Linked DNA regions of Mus musculus: region 2 is linked to region 1. Evidence: chromatin contacts called from public Hi-C data. All regions are on one chromosome and are shown on one strand. The core of a region is the stretch at or near the end of the contact, and the rest is flanking DNA. Distances in the headings are between cores, read along the strand shown. Region 1 holds the start of Akr1c6 (aldo-keto reductase family 1, member C6). Region 2 holds the start of Akr1c20 (aldo-keto reductase family 1, member C20).

Region 1 (2,892 bases), core at 210-2,709:
TCATTCTTACACAACCACCCCTGGCTTATTTCATCCTAGATAAAAGCATGTAGACATGAGCCCTACTTTTTGCACAGGCAGTTCATAGAAAACTTCCATCCTTCTGTTATGAAATAAGAAGATGTCAACAATATCATAAAAAGATAACATTATGAAATTAGAAGATGGCTAGGTATCATCAAAAGTTGTTTGTCAAAAGGAACTTGAGGAGATAGTGGTATAGTATAAAGTCTTTTACAACGCCATTTTGCCTGCACAGCAAATATTAAAACTTTCAGCAGGATGTATGTTCAAAAGAAGAGATCTATATCTAGGAAATTAAGAGCATCATACAAAAAAATTACCCACATACATGCCCTCTTTTAAGCTTCAATTTCTTATTTTGTAGGAATTGTGATTGGAATTAAATTACATTTTTTGTCAAGTAGGATAAATTTTAATTAAAAATACAGAACCGCATTAAAGGATAAAAATGTAATGGTACTGTAGTAAGCACATAAGAAAGTTTATTTTATAGTATAAAGTTGAAGGCAAAAAGTGGAATATGTTTCTCCAGGGTTCATTGTCTTCGAGTTTCTATTCCTTTGACAAAACACCATGACCAAAAGCAACTCATAGAGAAAAGGGTTCATTACATCTTACAACAATAATGTCACACTCCATCACTCAGGGAAGTCAAGGCAGAAACGCAAGGAACTCCTGTTGATGGAATCAGCTATTGCAAAGGCAATAGAGGGGTGCTGCTTACCAGTTTCCTCTTTTTGGCTTGCTTGGTGTGCTTTCTTATGGAACTCAGGACCAGCAACCCATTGATGGCATCCCCTATAATGGACTGGGCTCTCCAACATCAATCACTAATTTAGAAAATTCCCTACAACTTGATATTATGGAGGTATTTTCTTAATTGGCATATCCTCTTCTCAAATGACTTTAGCTTGCATCAAGGTGATATAAAACTACCAAGCATATGAACAAGAACAGCACAGTTTTGCAGCAGATAAAGCACTTTTCAAAAATATACTCAGGATCAGTGTTGCTCAGGCAGCGCTCTTAGCTGTATTTCATTTTCTCTCCCTAATTGGGATGGAGAAAAATGAAAGGAAAAACTAGTGCTCACAATAATCTGGAACTAGGCTCTTGGATAAGTCCCTGATGCTGAATGTCATCTGCCTTTTCCTTGCACAAGGAAGAACTCTAGACTGCTAAAACAGAGAATTAGGTTAGCCCTGAAGAATCACATCAGAATTCAATGACTGTGCATACCATATCAACCCACCTACCAAATTCTCTCTTTGTTTCAACTCTCAACCCCAATTGCTATCATTACCTCTTGAGGTGCATAGGTACCAAACCCCAGTATAGGGATGAAGTGACCATCACTTAGACGCACTGTCTGCTGCTTAGAATCCATGGCTTCTCAGCCCACCAACTGAGAAGATACTATTCTGGCTTCTTTCACAGGACAGCAAATAAATGCTTGGCCTTATCCTAGATGTCCTTGTAATGAGTAACCAATGCAGTTTGTTGAAAAAGATGAAAGCAGCTTTGCACACATAAAGAGGAAACTGGAATGAATTCTGTTTTAAATTTCTGTGATTTGTTTATTGTTATTTTATGTTTATAGGTATATTTCTACATCTATATCATGCACTACAAGCATGACTAATGCCCATGGAAGTCAGAAAGTGCATACAATCTTCTGAAACTGGAGATATTGATAGTTCTTAGTTGTATGCTGGTGTTGATGATCAAACCCAGGACCTCTGGAATAGCAGAGAGCACTCTTAACCTCTGAGCCATCTCTCCATCCCCAACTTTCATGGATGAGAAATTCTTAAGATAATTAAAAAGCTGGAATGCAGCTCAGTGGCAAAAACCTTGCCTATCGTGTCTACAATGCTGGGTTCATTCTAAACATCATAAAGAAAACAAAAGAGAAGGGTAGAGGAGCAGAGAGCAAGGGGAGAAAGGAAGGAAGCTACAAATGATTCCAACTATGAAATGCTGCATACCTGTGCTGGTGGTTATAAAGATTCTTGTTATTAAAACAATTACCTATCTTATAAAACACACTTGTTAATATGTATATATAAACAGAGACTATAAATACAACTAAACATTAAAATAAATTATTAACAAGTGTAAGAACAGAAAAAAAAGAGAGCTGAACATATCCATTTGTAAATTACATCTTGTATCTTTCTTCTCTATATCTCATTAGAATACCCAGTGACACAGGCACAATTCTTACAAATATGCAGTGGAAATTGCCTTATTTAAGTGCCCAATCAACTTTTTACCAAAAACAATTTACAACATACACAAAAGAATCATAAAACAATTAATGATATTTTTGAAATTCAGTAAATACATCTGCGTGTTTATGGCTTCATAACTACTTAGGTTTGAATGACTTTGAGCTTGTTAATTTCTGGAAAACATTAGGAGAGGAATCTGCTGTCTCACAGAACAGACCTAAGTCTCTGAATAACCAATCCATTTCTACTGCACAACTATTGAGCCAAGTTTCTTGGTCCATGTAGACCTACCTAATTACATACCAATAGCTGTCAGTCCTACATTTTAAGTTAGAATCATGCTACACAAAGACATGGACCCTCCCTGAAGGTCTTAACGTCAGAAAGGGAATGGAGAATAAAAAGAAAGGTTTGCGTAGGTTGACTGAGAGTTGAAGAATAAAGGATAATTCACTGTAACTTTACTAAGGAAAATGAGTTCCATGGAGAAAAACAAATTCCCATTCAAACAGGGTCCTGAAGATATTTTTACATAAGTGCAGGATAGTATCATTATCAAAACAAAATAGCTAAGACATATTGCTCAACTGTACTGAAGTTTCAATGTTATTGATCTTTTCTTCTTTGATCATAG
Region 2 (2,945 bases), core at 302-2,801, 89 kb before region 1:
AGTTGAAGTATTTATCTTAATTATTTTGTTTTGGTAGTAATGCTATTCTGCACTTACATAAAAATATATTCAGGAAACTCTTTAAATGGGATTTTTTTTTTCATCATGGAAACTCATTTCTCTTGACAAAGTTAAAGTGAATCATCCTTTATTCTTCAAGTCTCAGTCAACTTTAGGCAAAACTGTATATTTCCTTTTATTCTCCGTTCCCTTTCTGATGTTAAGATCTCCAGGAAGGGTCCATGTCTTTGTCTAGCATGATACTATCCTAAAAGTTAGGACTGACTGTTATAGGCAAGTAGATAAGGTAGATCTCTATGAAACAATAAATTTGGGGCAATAGATGTGAAGTAGATATGAATTGGTAACTTGGAGACTTAGGCCAACTCTGTTAGACAGCAGATTCCTTTCCTAATATTTTCCAGAAGTTAACAAGCTGGAAATCCTTCCAATATATGTCACAACGAAGCCATAAGCACTCAAATGTATTTTGTGAGTTTCAAAAATATCATTAATAGCTTTATGATTCTTTTGTGTATGTTGCAAATTTTCCTTGTTAAAAAGTACTTTGGACACAGCTTTCATATCTTAGTAATGTGATGATTTGCACAACGTATTTTTAAGAACTGCACCTGTGTCACAGGTTATTCTAATGAGATACACAGAAGGAAGATATAGGATGTACTTCACAAATGTGCATGTGTTCAGTTCTCTAATTTTTTCAGCTCTAACACTTGAGGACAGTTTATTTTAATGTTTAATAGAATTTCAATTCTTTGTATATATGTATGAAACAAGTGTTTTATATGATATGTAATTGCTTTAATAAGAAGAATCTTTATAACAAATAACACTACAACAAAGCTAATAAAGAAATAGGTATGAGCCATTCCGTAGCCTGAGATATAATCAGCATAGTTCATTCATTTTTAATAATTTAAAAGAACACATGGTTGCTTCTAATAAGGCTGTATTATAAAAAATTAGTGGTTTGGAATCATCAGTAGCCTCACCCTTCTGTTCTCTTTCTCCCTTGCTTTCTGCTCCCTTTCCTTTCTCTTCTGGTTTCTCTATGATGTCTGAAATGAAACTAGCATTATAGACACAAGATAGGCAAAGTTTTTTATACTGCGCTGCATCCCAGCTTTTTAATTATCTTAAGAATTTCTCATTCTTGAAAAGTTGGGGCTTGAGAGTGATGACTCAGAGATTAAGAATGTTGGCTAGTACTCCAGAGGTCCTGGCTTTAAACATCAACACCCACAGAGCAGCTAATAACTATCAGTATCTCCAGTTTCAGAGGATTGTATGCCCTTTTCTGACCTCCATTATCATCAGTCATGCATGTAATATATGACATAAAACCTACAAACATAAAATAACAAAAAATAAATCACAAAAGTTTAAACCAATTTGTTCCAGTTTCCTCTTCATGTGTGCAAAGCTGCTTTCATTTCTTCTGTCAAACTGCCTTGGTTACTCATTACAAGGACATCTAGGACAAGGCCAAGCATTTATTTATTTTCTGTCCTGTGAAAGAAGCCAGCTCAGTATCTTCTCAGTCAGAGGACTGAGAAGCCATGAATTCCAAGCAGCAGACAGTTCTTCTAAATGATGGTCACTTCATCCCTATACTCGGGTTTGGTACCTCTGCACCTCAAGAGGTAATGATAGCAGTTGTGGTTGAGGGTTAAAACATATAGAGAGTTTGGGTAGGTGCAGTCATTGAATCTGATATGGTTCTTCAGCGCTAACCTGGTTCTCTTTTTAGCAGTCTAGAGTTAGTCCTTTTGCAAGTAAAAGGCAGATGTGACATTAAGCATGATGGACTGATCCAAGAGCCTAGCTCGAGATTATTGCGGGTACCAGTTTTCCCTTCCATTTCTCTCCATCCCAATTAGGAAGAAAGAAAGAAAGAAAGAAAGAAAGAAAGAAAGAAAGAAAGAAAGAAAGAAAGAAAGAAAGAAAGAAAGAAAGAAACAGAGAGAGAGAGAGAGAGAGAAAGAGAGAAAAAGAAAGAAAGAGAGACAGACAGACAGAAAGAGAGAAAGAAAGAAGAAAGGAAGGAAGGAAGGAAGGAAGGAAGGAAGGAAGGAAGGAAGGAAGGAAGGAAGGAAGGAAAGAAATCAAGCTAGCAAGAACACTGCCTGATGAAATTTGATACTGAGTATATTTTTGAAAATACTTCACCTGCTTTAAAACTGTGTTTGTTTGTTTGTTTGTTTGTTTGTTTTTTTCATGTGTTGAGTAGTTTTACCTCAAGTTGACACAAGCTAAAGTCATTTGGAAGGCAGATATATCCATTAAGAGAATAACTACATAATATCAGGTTGCAGGGAATTTTCTAAGTTAATGGAAAGTAAGGGTCTTTTGCTCCAGAACAGTCTATTGTGGGTGGTAACCATCACTGGGCTGGTGGTACTGAGTTCCATAAGAAAGCACACTGAGCAAGCCAAAAAGAGGAAACTGGTAAGCAGCACTTTCCATTACTTTTGCAATAACTCCTTCCTCCAACAGGAGTTTCTTGAGTTTCTGCCTTTACTTCCCTGAGTGATGAAATGTGACATGAGTGTTGTAAGATGAACCCTTTTTTCTATGAATCGCTTTTGGTCATGGTATTTTATCACAAGAATAGAAACTTTTTCAGCATCTAATGTGATGATCATGTAAATTTTTTCCTTGGGTTTATTTACATAGTGGATTATGTTGATGGATTTCCGTATATTGAACCATCACTGCATTCTTGGGATGATGTCTACTTGATCATGATGGTTGAAACATTTGATGTGTTCTTGGATTCGGTGTATGAGAATTTTATTGAGTGTTTTTATATCAATATTCATAAGGGAAAGTAGTTTGAAGTTCTCTTTGTTTTCTTTGTTTGGTTTAGGTATAATCATAATTGTGGCTTCATAGAACAAATTGGGGAGGGTTCCTTGTGTTTC

The links. A called contact is a pair of places that touch in the nucleus more often than the background predicts.
Region 2: a Hi-C map of liver shows a contact between it and region 1, with 2.3 times the contacts expected there. The contact joins the promoter of Akr1c20 here to the promoter of Akr1c6 in region 1. A contact is called at or near these places in 2 of 39 promoter capture datasets (liver and neural stem cells), 2 of 484 Hi-C or Micro-C datasets (both in liver) and 3 of 9 other capture datasets (adipose tissue, liver and pancreatic islet).

The regions. Positions count from the first base shown.
Region 1 is chr13:4,432,910-4,435,801 of GRCm38.p6, reverse strand. It overlaps Akr1c6 (aldo-keto reductase family 1, member C6), which reads right to left and starts at 1,459. Exons shown (of 9, transcript NM_030611.3): 1 at 1,328-1,459. The coding sequence starts at 1,411.
Region 2 is chr13:4,521,950-4,524,894 of GRCm38.p6, reverse strand. It overlaps Akr1c20 (aldo-keto reductase family 1, member C20), which reads left to right and starts at 1,551. Exons shown (of 9, transcript NM_001311132.1): 1 at 1,551-1,664. The coding sequence starts at 1,581.